4 separate regions of the Mus musculus genome follow, and regions 1, 2 and 3 are each linked to region 4. A link is a contact called in public HiChIP or PLAC-seq and promoter capture Hi-C data. All regions are on one chromosome and are shown on one strand. The core of a region is the stretch at or near the end of the contact, and the rest is flanking DNA. Distances in the headings are between cores, read along the strand shown.

Evidence for each region. Promoter capture Hi-C pulls out the DNA fragments that hold promoters and counts their contacts. HiChIP or PLAC-seq counts read pairs in DNA pulled down with a chosen protein or histone mark. Capture Hi-C pulls out chosen DNA fragments and counts their contacts.
Region 1: an H3K27ac HiChIP or PLAC-seq map of embryonic stem cells shows a contact between it and region 4, with 3 times the contacts expected there. The contact joins the promoter of Arhgap29 here to the promoter of Alg14 in region 4. A contact is called at or near these places in 3 of 39 promoter capture datasets (embryonic stem cells, hippocampal neurons and pre-B cells), 1 of 115 datasets of contacts at active chromatin or transcription factors (embryonic stem cells) and 1 of 9 other capture datasets (embryonic stem cells).
Region 2: a promoter capture Hi-C map of liver shows a contact between it and region 4, with 4 times the contacts expected there. The contact joins the promoter of Dnttip2 here to the promoter of Alg14 in region 4. A contact is called at or near these places in 3 of 39 promoter capture datasets (hippocampal neurons, liver and pre-B cells), 1 of 484 Hi-C or Micro-C datasets (CD4 T cells), 1 of 115 datasets of contacts at active chromatin or transcription factors (large pre-B cells) and 2 of 9 other capture datasets (adipose tissue and liver).
Region 3: a promoter capture Hi-C map of pre-B cells shows a contact between it and region 4. The contact joins the promoter of Abcd3 here to the promoter of Alg14 in region 4. A contact is called at or near these places in 14 of 39 promoter capture datasets (the 3T3-L1 cell line, the C10 cell line, the HPC-7 cell line and 8 more), 1 of 15 datasets of contacts at CTCF or cohesin (the NIH/3T3 cell line), 6 of 484 Hi-C or Micro-C datasets (CD4 T cells, CD8 T cells, double positive thymocytes and 2 more), 17 of 115 datasets of contacts at active chromatin or transcription factors (the 230-238 cell line, T-cell acute lymphoblastic leukemia, cardiomyocytes and 10 more) and 2 of 9 other capture datasets (adipose tissue and liver).

What each region holds. Positions count from the first base shown.
Region 1 is chr3:121,965,981-121,969,374 of GRCm38.p6, reverse strand. It overlaps Arhgap29 (Rho GTPase activating protein 29), which reads right to left and starts at 1,569. Exons shown (of 23, transcript NM_001356524.1): 1 at 1,418-1,569.
Region 2 is chr3:122,273,139-122,276,589 of GRCm38.p6, reverse strand. It overlaps Dnttip2 (deoxynucleotidyltransferase, terminal, interacting protein 2), which reads right to left and starts at 2,176. Exons shown (of 7, transcript NM_153806.1): 1 at 2,112-2,176; 2 at 1-1,392. The coding sequence starts at 2,171.
Region 3 is chr3:121,813,297-121,816,596 of GRCm38.p6, reverse strand. It overlaps Abcd3 (ATP-binding cassette, sub-family D (ALD), member 3), which reads left to right and starts at 1,295. Exons shown (of 23, transcript NM_008991.3): 1 at 1,295-1,588. The coding sequence starts at 1,479.
Region 4 is chr3:121,289,917-121,293,306 of GRCm38.p6, reverse strand. It overlaps Alg14 (asparagine-linked glycosylation 14), which reads right to left and starts at 1,567. Exons shown (of 4, transcript NM_024178.3): 1 at 1,324-1,567. The coding sequence starts at 1,459.

The sequences.
Region 1 (3,394 bases), core at 320-2,819, 680 kb before region 4:
AAAACCCAAAACATTCATATAGATTTCCTAAACTCTCAGATGGGGACTTTTCCAAGACTTCAGCAGTTTGTGTCAATCAAATGTCCCCTCACACAGTCCATAATGTATATGACAGAAGCAGAGAGCTAACTGGGATGTAAAACTTCCCAAAATATCTGCACTTTAGTTCTTTCTTATAGTTCAAAATTGCATGATTTCAGAAATCTGTTATTTCAGCATAATTTCTGAGTTTGTGAGAATCTATTAAAAGACACTGGGAAAAAAAGCTCACACAGGAATCAAGTGTAAAGGTCTTTAACTACACTTTTAAAAAACACTCTACAAAAACAGAACGGGAGCATGTCGGGAACAGCTTTATCCTTAACAACGTCTAAAGTAAGATATACAACACACATTTCATTCCTGTGCAGTCTGAACCCAGCAGGATAACTAAAAAAGAAAGAAAAAGGAAAAGGAAAAAGAGGGAGAAAAAGCTGCCCTGCCCCCCACGCCTCCAGAATGTCTAGCATTCCTGGCAAGGAGGGCTCGCCTCTGATCAGCCAAAACCACCCAATGCCAAAGCGCACGTTCCCTATGCCTGACTTCATGCATACAGAGGAAAGGAGAGAAACGAAAAAGGCCAGCCAACATCGATAGTGTCAGACAAAAGACTCAACTAACAAGAGATAGTCACAGAGGCCTTAACAGGTAACAATCCTGTCTCCAAAAATTTGTTTGGTGTGTTATCTCTCAAAGGTGAAAAACCGATAAGGAGAGACTGTCATCGGCCACTAGAATTCTACCTTCAAAATTCCAGGTCTTGAGCACATGCATCCATAAATGTTTTAAAATTAAAACCATCAAACCTCCAAACATATTCAAAACAAAATGAGAACACACCAAGACACTGAGAGTGTGCTCAAACAAAAATATTCTCTAAACACAAAACATAGAAGACAACAATATGCACGATGGGACTCCTAAAATACTTTGGGACTGAGCACCCCATCTGGAGCGAGAATTGCTGGCGGGGTTGGCGGGAGCACACTGCTCCAGAGCAAAAAGCACGGATTCTGGGGCAAGGGCGCATAGGATTAAGCCTTGATACTGTCAATTACTACTTTGGGCAGATTTTTCACCTCAGCTTCCCTGTTTGAGAAATGAGTTCAAGGGTCATGGAGCTGTCCTGAGAATTAAAGGAGTTACAAATTGGGAAGTTTCAGTACTCGGTAGGTAAATACGAGCTAACTGGCAGCTTTACTTAGAATACCATCTGCTCACCCCTGCAGGTCCTTAACTCACAGTCCAGTTCCTAAGCTTAGCGAGGACTAAGAGCACCGAGAACTAGCCGCACATTCGGACCCAGACTCGATAGCAACTCAGGGGAACCCCAACTCAGCAGCCTCGGTGGAAACGAGCACCACCGCCCCTCACTCACCGTGGGGCTCCATCCTGTATCCCCCGTGCCGACTTCAGATGAACGCCCACAGCCTGGCGGCGGCGGCTCGTGCCGCCTAGGGCTCAAACTTGCTGCCTCCATCCTCCATGCCGGGCCGAGCCAGCACTGCTGTGAGGCAGCTGGGGCAGAGGTGCTCCGCCCTGGCCCCACCTCTGCCCCGCCCCAGCCCACCCCCTGGGGCTCAGCCCATTGGCTCAAACTCGCAGGGGCGGGGACAGAGCGCAGAGAAGGTAGAGGAGCCCGGGGTGTGGTAGTCTGTCAGCAGCTTCTGGTCTGACAGGGTCTCCTCACAGAAGACATTGCTTAGGAAAAGTCACCTTAGAACTGGATTTGCTAATAGGCATTCTTGGGTGGTGTATTTCCTGGACCACTTTCATCTTCTGTCACCAAATCCCGAAATGATACGAGCTGAAGACGAAGGCTCCACTCAGGTAACATGCAACAAGGCCTACCTAGCCCTAATTCCAAAAGAATTAACTACATCGAAACCAGACAACCATTCAGCCCCTTATAAAGGGCAGAATTTTCCACCAAGGCCCGTGTTTGGTCAACTGCCTTTTCAAACTCACCTCAGGATATATGAAGGAATGGTTTAAAAAGCAGCAGGTCCCTCGAAATACAAGGACTCTTGAATTCAACACAGAAAGCTAAGCTAGAGAAAAACATGGGGAGGGTGCCTGTGGGAACAGTATAGAGACAGAAAAATGGCCACCTGTGGGAGGAAAAGGATCCAGGGCAGTGTGAGGGGAGGTGAAAGAACGGGCAGCAAACCCCAAGAGAGAAACAAGCAAAGAAAGAAGAGAGTAGGACCCAAGGAGACCAGAAAATAAGACAGAAATACTGTAGGCCCAACAAGTGAGGCATTGAATCAGGAGAAATTTCTGAAAAACAGACACTTAAATTTTCCAATTATTACCAGAAAAACAGCCCCCTTAGTGTAACTTGAAAGGATAAATATGGAATTGCTTGGTTACTTTAGCTCTACAGTGGATTTTTAAGATTCATACAAATATATCCCTTCTGCCCTCAAACACAAAATACCAAATTTGCGCTCCAAATATTCAGGAACCTCTCAAAACCAGACTACTTTTAATTGCATTCGGGGAAAAAAAGTAGCAAAGACTTTTAGCATGGAAACTGATGTTTGAACTTTTAAAGCAAGCTACTAAGAGGAAAGGCATCCTCAAGAATAAAGGGGGTGAGAGTACGACTACAGTTAGAAACACACATTTGGGGGGAAATGGTAAGAAGTGGCTGCTTCAAGTGGTTCTTAGCTGCTCACACCCCCATTAAGTTATTTAAAAATATGTCAATTCTCTTTTTATACATCTGCCATTCCATTTAATAAAGAAAACTGAGTTGAAGTTGGTGGCACATTTCTGTAGTCCTACAATTTAGGAGATAGAGGCAGATGGATCAAGATTCCAAAGCCAGTCTCAGCTACCCAATGAGTTCCAGGCCAGCCTAAGGCTACACAAGAGTCTATCTCACTGAGCTCCCAGCCACCACCGATCACTCCCATCCAACTAATATAAAAGAAGATTGTGTTCTGATTAAAATGGATCTGATTATGTCACTTAACAAATAAGATGAACAAGTAACTGATAGAGAGAAAGGGGCATGAGGAGCTGGGAGAGAGACAAAGAAAAGTGTAAGGACAAAGACAATTATGGAGAGGAGGGTGAGGGAAGGACAGAGACAGATAATGAAAGCTGAGAAGGAATCGGAGATAAAAAGCTACAGTAGGAAGACTACTTACAGCTAAGGGAAAAGTGGAGGACACCTCGAGGTAAAAAGTTCTGGGGGAAGTGAAGCCAATTGGCCTCTAAGCAAAGATACGTTGACAACAGAGGCTCCTTGGTCACTTAGCTCCACATTGTTTTTTCAGATTTAGTTGTTTAAAATGCACTCATAAAGACACTACAAGACAATAATGCACCATGAATAGCCCATGAA
Region 2 (3,451 bases), core at 927-3,426, 980 kb before region 4:
GGCGGCATCTTCCAGGTCCTCAGCTGATGCCTCCTTTTGGCCATTGTTTTCAACAGAACACAAAGTGTCCCTTTCATTCTCACTGCTGTCAGACTGCTGGCTTTCATCGCTGCTAAGAAATAATAAGACAGGACTGTCCGTAGTATCCTGAGTCATGCTGAGTTCAGACTTGCATGGTTTGGTATCACATTCAAGAGGGACACCACTTTGGCTGCTCTTGTCATCACTGATACCTGCACCCGTGGGCTCGTTGTCATCACCACCACCACCACCACCACCGAGCTGTGCCAAGTCACTCTTTTTTCCGCTGCCCCCTCTCTTGTCATTCCACCTTTCTACATTCACAACTGCAAACTTGTGCTCTAATGATTTCATTAGAGCCTTCCGATCTGGACTTGAAAGCTGGAATGTGGGTTTTTTATTTGGGGTGCTTGAATGATTCTGAGACACTGACTGCTGAAGGCTGGTGTCTTGAGCTTCAGAAAGACTCCGCTGGGAATCTTTCTCATTAATTACTTTTTCCTCTGTGATTTTGAGGTCCTCTTCATCCAGACTCTTACAATTCTCCTTTCTAACTTCTGTAAGAGACACAACATTGGCTCGTTTTTCCTCTTGGATATGCAAATTTTGGTGGTTTTGGGCTGTCAGTTTTTTCCCTGAATTTCTGGGGCTGGAATCATCAAAGTCACTGTTGTAAGTTTCACTATCAGAAACATTTGGCATATTTCTCTGAGAAAGTGGTCTTGCTGATAACTGAGTAGCATCTGAGTCCTCTGAACACACAGACATACCCACAATTTGCTTTTTATTTCCTGGTGTAATCTTAGTATCGTTTTTCTCAGCTGGGAACTGTAATTTCTTCTTCACATTCCTGGCTGTTGTTCTCGGCAAGATCTCTAACGATGAAATGCCTGAGCAGGACAACTCAGCATCAGATACAGTTCCCGACTGTGATTCTTGGCTTGAATCTCTTTGAGAATTAGCCTTATTTCTGCTGCTTCTCTCTGTGGAAGGTACAACCATAGAAACCCCTGAAACATGAGACTCTGCTTCAGAAACAACAACTTCATCAGCAGATGCATGCTGAGGGGCTACTTTCTGCCTTTTCCTAACAGTGGACTTTGAGGTGGAAGCAATTACGATCTGCCGTTTCCTAGTTACTCTTACAATGGGCTCTTGGTCCTCTAACACAGAAGTAACCCCAGAAGTGTGGGACTCCGTTTCAGAAGCCTCGTCATCAGAAATAAGCACAATGATCTCCGCTGGGCCTGTGGTTCTGCTGCTGCTGCGTGAGTGCTGTTTCTCAGCAGGCTGCGATTCAGCTGTGCTGCCATCGGATCCCGATTCCTTTGTGCTTTCTAGATGTGTCCCAATTCTCCGAGGAGCAGACCTCTGAAAACCAAAACAAACACAATATAGTGTAGATAGGGCAGGGACAAGGGTAAAGGTGGCATGGCCTAAGGAACAAAACTCAAGAAGGTACAAAACGAAGACAAACTCACGATAAGATATTTCTTTTACTTGCCTCATCCTAGGCTTCAGAAAGCAGAACTAAAAAAACTTTCTCTACTTAAAGAAAGAGGAGGTAAATTTTAAATCATTTATAGAAGCGCAGGGAGGGGGGGGAGTTGAATACTAATTGAGCACGTGTTTAGGAGTGTGTAAGGTAATCCGATACTTGCCTGGATTTCTACAACAGGAAAGGGCTGCTCTATAGCCCTTACCACACAATCTAAAGAGCATAGCACCAGAAGACAACCAGAGGCTCTGAGTGACGCCACCGCCGCCCTTCAGTTGCCGGAGGGGTTAGTGCTCGGCCATGCCAGTCTCTCCACGTGAAAACGGTGCTCCTCCTATCCCCCAAACCAGGCTTGGTCGAGGTGGCGGGCATTAACTTTCCCCGGTACTGTCCTAACAGTAAACTTAAAAGGCCTCGCCTGCGCAGGGCACGCTACCGAAACTCCCGTAAGAGCCCTGAAAGACCCCCAGGTCCGAGCCAGTCCGGCGCAGTACCACGCGCGACCCGCTCGGTTCCTCGTCGCTCTCCTCCGCCCTGCCGAGCCGCTCTGCTCAGCGGCGAGGAGACCCGGAGAACCTGAGACCCAGCTCACCTTCTGCTGGGAGCTTTCTTGGAGCCTGGTCCGGGAGAGCCCGGACCTGGTGACCACCATCTTTCCGACTCCGGATTCCCGGCAGCCAGCGCGGCTTCCTCTGTTCCGACGCTTCGGAAGTGCGTCGAAACAGGAACTCGCTTAGGTTTCCCTGCGGAAACCGCGGCTCGGGAGAATCGTTCCTTCCCCGGCTCCACTGCAGTTCTGGCCAGCGGTCTCCGCCATCGGACTAGTGCGGGTCAGCGGGGGGTGGGGGGGTGGGGTGTGTGTGTTGGGGGGGGGGGGGGGCAAAAGCAGCTCCGCCTCCAGTTCCCAGCTCGTCCGCTGTGCGGTCCTCAGCGAGGAGGACCTCCTCGCCGTTTAACACAAAATGGGAAGTCGCATCATTTACTCTGCTTTCCATCCCCCTCACCCCCCACCCCCGTGCAGTAATTGTGAGATCTTTGGCGTAAGTCTTTACGGAAGCCAAAGGAGACTTTATTTAGTCCTTTTAGAAAACAGTATTTTAATAACTTAATAAATGAGATTCCGATATTTGATTGGGATACAAGGATGTATGTTAAATGCACCCAAGTTTTCGGAGAATAATTAGAAAGCTGTGGGATTTAACTAAAATGTCTCGGGATTTGAAGTACGCCTTTTTTTTTTTTTTTTTTTTTTTTTTTTTTTTTTTTAAATAAAAAAGGTGAAAGACGTTGTGAAGGACGGGGATTAAAGTTTTTTGTTTTTTTACAATGGAAGTAAGAGACTAGCCAGAATCAAAAGAGTTTTAGGATTTTTGTTTTGAGACAAGATCTCTCTACATGGCCCTGGCTGCCCTAGAACTCACTATTTAGACCAGCCTGATCCTGAACTCACAGATATCCATCTGCCTCCCAAGTGTTGGGATCCATGGGCCACAGCACCTGGCTGAGGTGTTTTAGTTTTTGTTTTGTTGGATGAAAGATGGAGAACTAGAATATGTTGAAAGGCTACAAAGGAATCGAGGAGGGGGTAAAGGAATTAGTGTTGGAAGCAAGAAAAAAAAAAGGGGGGGTTCGTTTTCCTTCACTTTTTAACACAAAATTTTTCCTAAAAACCTATCTTTCCATGGATACATTACTTCTACATTAAATTGCTCTCCTTGGAGCCAGGTATACGTAGTAACCAACTTTTGATTGTTAGATGTTGTCTTAAAACACTAGCCTCATGCTTACTTAGTAAAATAGGGTTTTTTTTTGTTTTTGTTTTCCTGGAGAACTGTGGTCTCTGGTTTCCACACAGCCATTGTGTGCCCTGAGGAAACAGCCTATCTTTAGGAGTGAGAGAACAAGAAAGTGAAGAACAAGAAAACGAGTTCC
Region 3 (3,300 bases), core at 46-2,545, 520 kb before region 4:
TATTTGTCAAGTGTTAAGGAAAAGTTCTAGGAAAATTCTAAATTCTCTTATTGGTATTCTCATAGCACTTAGTTCACTTCTCTAAGCTGACACTTAAACTCATCCATATTTTTCTTCATGTTTTTCTTCTGCACCAGCCTCTGGAGAATAAGGGATTGATTGTTCATACTTGTATTCTCTGTGCCAGGCATACCTAATTACCTAAGTGATTCCCAGGGTAATGGGAAAACACACAAACGGCATATGGAGGATTTGGTACAGGCTCTACTTCTGCGTAACTTAGACTTTTGACGATTGTTGAGCACCTGCACACAGCACACACCACGGTGTGTGGTCTTTGCCATTCTCATAACCATTTAACCATTCACACAGAGAAAACACCTAGGCATCACTGTTTCATTGGTTCCTTTTATGCGTAGGCAACATTTATATATTTTGTGAGGTTTTAGAAGCTTCCTTTCTGACACTTGCTTCTCGACAGTTTCTTAAACTGAAAACAGCCATTCATTAAGTTATTGTGCATGCGCTAGACTAAACGCTAGGGATAACACTTTCTGCATGATAGGGGTGGGACAGGAGAAGAATGCTGTAATCTGTAAAGTTCGTCTGCTTCTGGGAGTAAGGCCAGCATTAATACAACGCACGATTGTTATTTCTGAATGTCCCTTTGCAAAGAACAGAGTTTCTCAAACTTTCTTTGACCAGACCTAACATAAAGAAATACATTTTTTTATCGCCATCCTTGTACATATCTACCAAAAAAGAGTAATTGTTTCTTAAAACTCCTTTTTGTCACGCACTCTGAGCTTTTTCCCACTACATTATTTTTATAAAAAAATTAACAGAGTGGTGGACCCGTCCTCCCAAACCGATTTTACAGAACTAGAGACCTAATCCACGGCGACTTGAAATAAGATTATCTGATTGTAGTCTTTCTTTTCCAGGTCTCCCTTCACTCCTTAAGTTGCAAATATTGACCTTTTTAGTGATGGGGCCGTTCCCCTCCTCCCCCGGCTTCTTTAAGAGGGTGGTACCGACCCATCCAGGGGGTGGCGGAGGGGCAGGGCCCACGGAGTCCGTGGCGCAGGCCCGGCCCGCTCTTCCAGTTCTTGTGAAAGAAAGCTAGGGTGTGTGCAAGCAGAGATCGCAAGGCCGAAGCGTGGGCTGCTGGAGACCGGCGCGGAGGACTAGCGTTGTCTGCCCGCCGCGTTTCCGGCCGAGTCCGCGGGGGTCCGCGCGTGCGCAGAGCGTCCCCCCGGGGAACGACCCTTTCGATCGCCCCGCGCCCGCGCGCGCGCCCGGGAAGCCAAAGTCCACGGTGGGCTCGGCGCGGCGGCGCGCGCCAGGGGGCGTTCCCGCGCGGCCGGCCCCGCCCTCTCTCGGCGCCGAGCTATCCTCCCAGTTTCCCCCGCGGTTCCTGCACTGAGGTTGTCGCCGGCGCGTCCCCTATCCCGCGGCTCGCTCGCCCTGCCGGTGCCATGGCGGCCTTCAGCAAGTACTTGACGGCACGGAACACCTCGCTGGCGGGGGCCGCGTTCCTGCTGCTCTGCCTACTCCATAAGCGGCGTCGCGCCCTCGGCCTGCACGGGTGAGGCTCGCGGCCGCGCCGCCTTCCCCGGGCCCGAGCGGGGAGCTCCGGGCGCGCGCCTTGCCCTTCTCTCCCAGGTCCCGAGCTGCGCGGGTGCCCGCGGAACCGGGCCAGCGGTCCCGGAGCCCTGCGGCCCTCAGCCTGGCGGCCGCCGCGCAATCTCAACACCACGGGAGGGAGGAGGACACGCCGCGTCCCTGCGCCCCCGCGCCCCCTCACCATCTCCCCGTGCATGTCAACTTTATGGGTGCATTCTGGTTTTGCCATCTCATCGCCACTGAACGCTAAGGTTTGCGTTCGTTCGGGATGGGCATTTTACTCGCCAGCTCGACTCCGGAGTAGTGGCGGTGGATAGTAGCCAGGGGCGTTCCTGGGGTTTTCTGGGTCCAGTGGGCACGATTTTCTTCTAAAGCGGTGCCCTCTTTTTCCGGAATTGGTCAGTGAATGCCCTCATTTGGAAAGGTTGAATTGGCTCAGCGGTGTGTGGAGGACAAAGTTTCCTCCGTCGACTTTATAGGTGAAAGGTGAAAGTGTGTTTTAGGTGAAGATCACTTGTTAATTACACCATACAGCTACCTGCCTGGAGAGAATGTTAAAGTTTACTTTGAACTTTTGGGAGATTAGGAAAGAAGGGAGAATTGAGTTCTGGGGGTGGGATTACAGGCACAATTTTAACTTCTTGTCGCCCATTTGATTTCAGCGAGCGACAAAGAAAAGGTTACTTCCTAACTAAGCATTCTTACTAGTGTTTGGATATTTAGTGTCCAATCTTAGAATAATGCTTTCATGCATTTTATTTCATCAACCCTCTGGGTAGGTACTATTTATTGTCTCCTGCTTTTGGTTTGCTCGGACTATCTTATTATTAGAATTTGGCCTAAAATACTAGCAGAGAGCTCCATGTATCCTTTCATGAAGTATTTTCTGTCTTATCTACTTTGACTTGCTCATTGGCTGCAGCATTGGCCCTTCTCTTCCTAAATCAGCTTTACAAAATAATGATATGCCTCTCCTTCACATACTATTCGTCCTTTTTAAGGGTTCTTGGAGGGGGACGATTAATTTGAAATATTTTTCTATTAGATCGTGCCCTTTCTGAACTCTCATTTGGGATTAGAAGTTATCAGTTACTTGGAATGTGCCGATAGAACATAGTAAATGCTTTACATTTAATTACTTGAATTAGTCTTTGTAGGGAAGCGTTTCAGCGCCTAGAGTAGGTATTTTAGTAGTGAGGGAACTTGACTGCTAACAACTCTGACTGATTTAAAAGCAGTTCTCAAGCCGGGCATGGTGGCGCACGCCTTTAATCCCAGCACTCGGGAGGCAGAGGCAGGCGGATTTCTGAGTTCGAGGCCAGCCTGGTCTACAGAGTGAGTTCCAGGACAGCCAGGGCTACACAGAGAAACCCTGTCTCGAAAAAAAAAAAAAAGAAGAAAAAGCAGTTCTCTTTACTGGGACACTGTATACATACAGAAAACAATATGCAGCATAAATGTCAGGTTTGCAGGTAAAAGACACCTGTGTAATCAGTGCCCAGATCAAACAGCAGACTGTTATCAGCACCCAGAAAACCCCTATGTCCCTCTCCAGTCACAGTCCAAGCCAACAGCTCTACTGGGAAATAATAGCAATAGAGGTGACATGGTATAACACAGTTTATCTTCCTAAATAATTGAAGCTGTTCATCTGCCATTCAAAAAATCTTTTTG
Region 4 (3,390 bases), core at 318-2,817:
CTGGCCATTCCCATGACTCAAAATATGTTAAGTAAATAAGTAAGGAATTATAATTGCATGTTAAGTTTGGTACATTTGCATACATCATAAATATCATTAGTGTGTGTGTAGTCACTCATCACATAATGATGTTTTAGTCAATGACAGGATATTGGTCACATGACATTAAAAAGGAACAGAAAATTCCTTATTGTCTAGTGACACAGCAACCATAACACAGTAGCCCAAGGTAATCTATGAACAAATTCACTGTGCTGCCTGCAATATAAAAAAGTACAATATAGGGGCTGGTGAGATGGCTCAGCGGTTAAGAGCACTGACTGCTCTTCCAAAGGTCCTGAGTTCAAATCCCAGCAACCACATGGTGGCTCACAACCATCCGTAACGAGATCTGACGTCCTCTTCTGGTGTGTCTGAAGACAACTACAGTGTACTTACATATAATAAACAAGTCTTTAAAAAAAGTACAATATATACTACTATATACAGTTCATAACATTTGATAACAATAATACACAACTACATTACTAGTTTGTGTATTTTTATTAGTGTGTATTTTTTTTAAAGCTACTGTAAAACTGTATGGTCTCCTGCAGAGGCTGCCTTAAACACCTCGAATTTACTGTGTGTCTTGACTGCATCATTTTCTGTTAGGCAATGGTTTTGTTTTACTGTCCCTGGAGCAATAGGTTATAACATATGTATTCCAGACAGCATTGATATAGGTTTGGGTATCACCTTGGTTGTTTAAAGTTGAGTCGTGTTTAACTATACACTCGTCAAAACTGTTCATCTAAAATTTTAAGTTTTAAAATGTTCAGAGCTGACTGGACAGTTTATTACTCATATCCTGTCACTCTGGAGGTATCGTCGTATGGAGTGTCCACGTTTTTATCCTCAGGGACTTTGCGCATTCATAAGTGCGACAACTCTACTTCGTTTACCATGTAATGTTCACATTTCTTAAACTAAGTACAAAGACCTAGAATTAATAACGCACAGCAGCAAAGAGGGCAACAATATGTCAGCATCAAAAGGCTTCGGCGTACTCCGTCGCTAATTATTTGTTAGAAAGCAGTACACTACAGAGAGGCTTAATTACAGACAAGTGTAAATGACCTGTCTTAATGACAGGCGGCTGGGTGGCGTCAGCTAACCAGCATTTTTTCCTGCCTGGGGTGGCCGGTTCCGGGAACGCAAAGAAACTACAAATCTCAGCATGCAGCGCTCCTAAAGGCGCTAAGAAGGGCGAAGAGAGTCGCGATGCATTCTGGGGTTTGTAGTGCCTAACTCAAGACCGTCGGCCTCCGCCCGGATACTTACCGGATCCAGCCACGATCAAGAGTCTGAGAGACTCTCGGGGAGTGACGTGATGGGGCCCAAGCACGGTCCATAGTCGCTGGAATAGCAAGATCACTAGCCCTGCGGCTGTAGCAGCTAGAATCAGAATGCTCAGCATTCAAAGGATGGCGCATGCGTGTAGACCTGGCGCCAGCGGTTAAAGTTTGCAAGCACCGCGCTTAAGAGCAAACAGGGAGCAAAGCGCCTCTCTGTGGGCGGGGATGGTCTGCACTGGGCGGAGCTTGCCAAGTTGGGCGGTCAAAGTTCAGAAGTGTGGCTCTGATTGGAAAACGCAGAACGACGCGTCTCTTGCGTCTCAGTGAGCCGGGTTTGTCCGTGATGGGTGGGGCTAAGGGCAGTTTGCCCAGGAAGCGCTACAAGGAACAGTAATGGTTTTGTTACCCGAGTTTGTGCTGCAGTTGTGTAGTTGGAAAGTTAAGTGCTGGAGAAGTTTGATTTCTGCCAGTGGCGAGGTCAAACTACATGTATGGTAGAAGGACCACGAAGCCCCGGGTTAGTAGCTGCTCCTGTCCTGCCAGGTTTTGCCTGAGGCTCCTGGCATACATCACTACTTCCTTTCTTCCTTACGGGTTCCAAGACAAACCGAACTAGAAAATTTTTGCCAGTCAGAGGCATACTCTTAGGGGGAAAACATTCAAATCCGCCCTTTCCTGACATTTATGTTTTCTAGACAGTTTCACAGATCTCAAACTATAACCAGAATCCGGATCACTTCAAGCTATGTCATATTCCTGGGAGGATTGGAAACCCCTTGGCTTCAGGTAGCAAGGGAGGAAGACATAGCCCTGCAGTTAAGTTTATCACAAAGCATTTCTGGCTTATTCCTCCCGCGGTCCTCTGAAATGATAGACTTCCACTGCCCACTCTAATCCCAGTTGTGCGTGCGTTTGTGAACTTAGCCTAAATTACAGCAAAATAAAACCTCTTGACAACAAACATTCCTTCAGACCCTTATGGGGTTACAGATTGAATAGGTCAGGCATGCAGACAGGTCGAGAAAGGTGCTACAAATTGGCCTAAATGCAATAATGTCATGTCTAGAATTAGAAACCAGAAATCCTAACTCCTGCTGCCTAAGAATGCTACACCATATGGTCCGTTGTTAAATTCAGTTTGGATTGACGATCACATTTACCTGGAGCCTAGAATGCTTTTGGGAGCGATACTGAGTCAGAAGTTCCAGGAAGGCGCCCTGAGATCTCCTTATAAAGCTAGGTGTGTTGGTTCCCGAGTCAGCAAACTGCTTGGGAGATTTCCTGACTGTATCTCTATCTTGTTGATATTATAGCACGGTGCCTGTGGGCTCTTTCATCACTCCTTCTTAACCTCATTCTTTACAGTCAGGTTCTATGTAAATGTTACTCTTTGAATTACAATAGGGAAATAGATTACACAAAAGTTAATTTGCCTGAGGTTATTTATGTGATGAAAATCAATAAGAATGCCAGACTTTTAGACAGATATCATTTGTGGCTCAAGGGCTGGGGGGGTGGGGGTGGGGGCGGGGAGACAGCACAAAGGTTAAGAGCACTGGTTGCTTTTCCAGAGGTCCCAGGTTCCAGGCCGAGAACCCACATGGTGGCTCACAACTTTCTGCCACTCTGGTTCTAGGGGATCAGATGCCTTCCTCCCAACCTCTGCAGGCACACACATGGTGCCCAGAGATAATCCAGGCAAAACACATACACACATAGAAACAACAACAACAAATCATTGAAAACGAAAATAAGGCAGAGAAGCAATTGAGAAAGACAATGTTGACCTCTGACCTCCTCACACACACACATGTACACACACACACACACATTAACATACACAGGAAGAAGGAGTGGCTCAAGAATGTTACAAAGTGTCATGCCGTTTTCTTTCAGAACCTTCTCTGCTGTTCTCCAAAGTGGCTTCAACCTACGAGTCGCTTCATATTTAAAAGAAGTTATTAGTGGGCAGACATGGTGATGTCTACCTTAGAAGTTGTTGTGTTGGTCATTGGGTCTGTATTAAGGAAAACACATCTTTTCAGAATCCCCT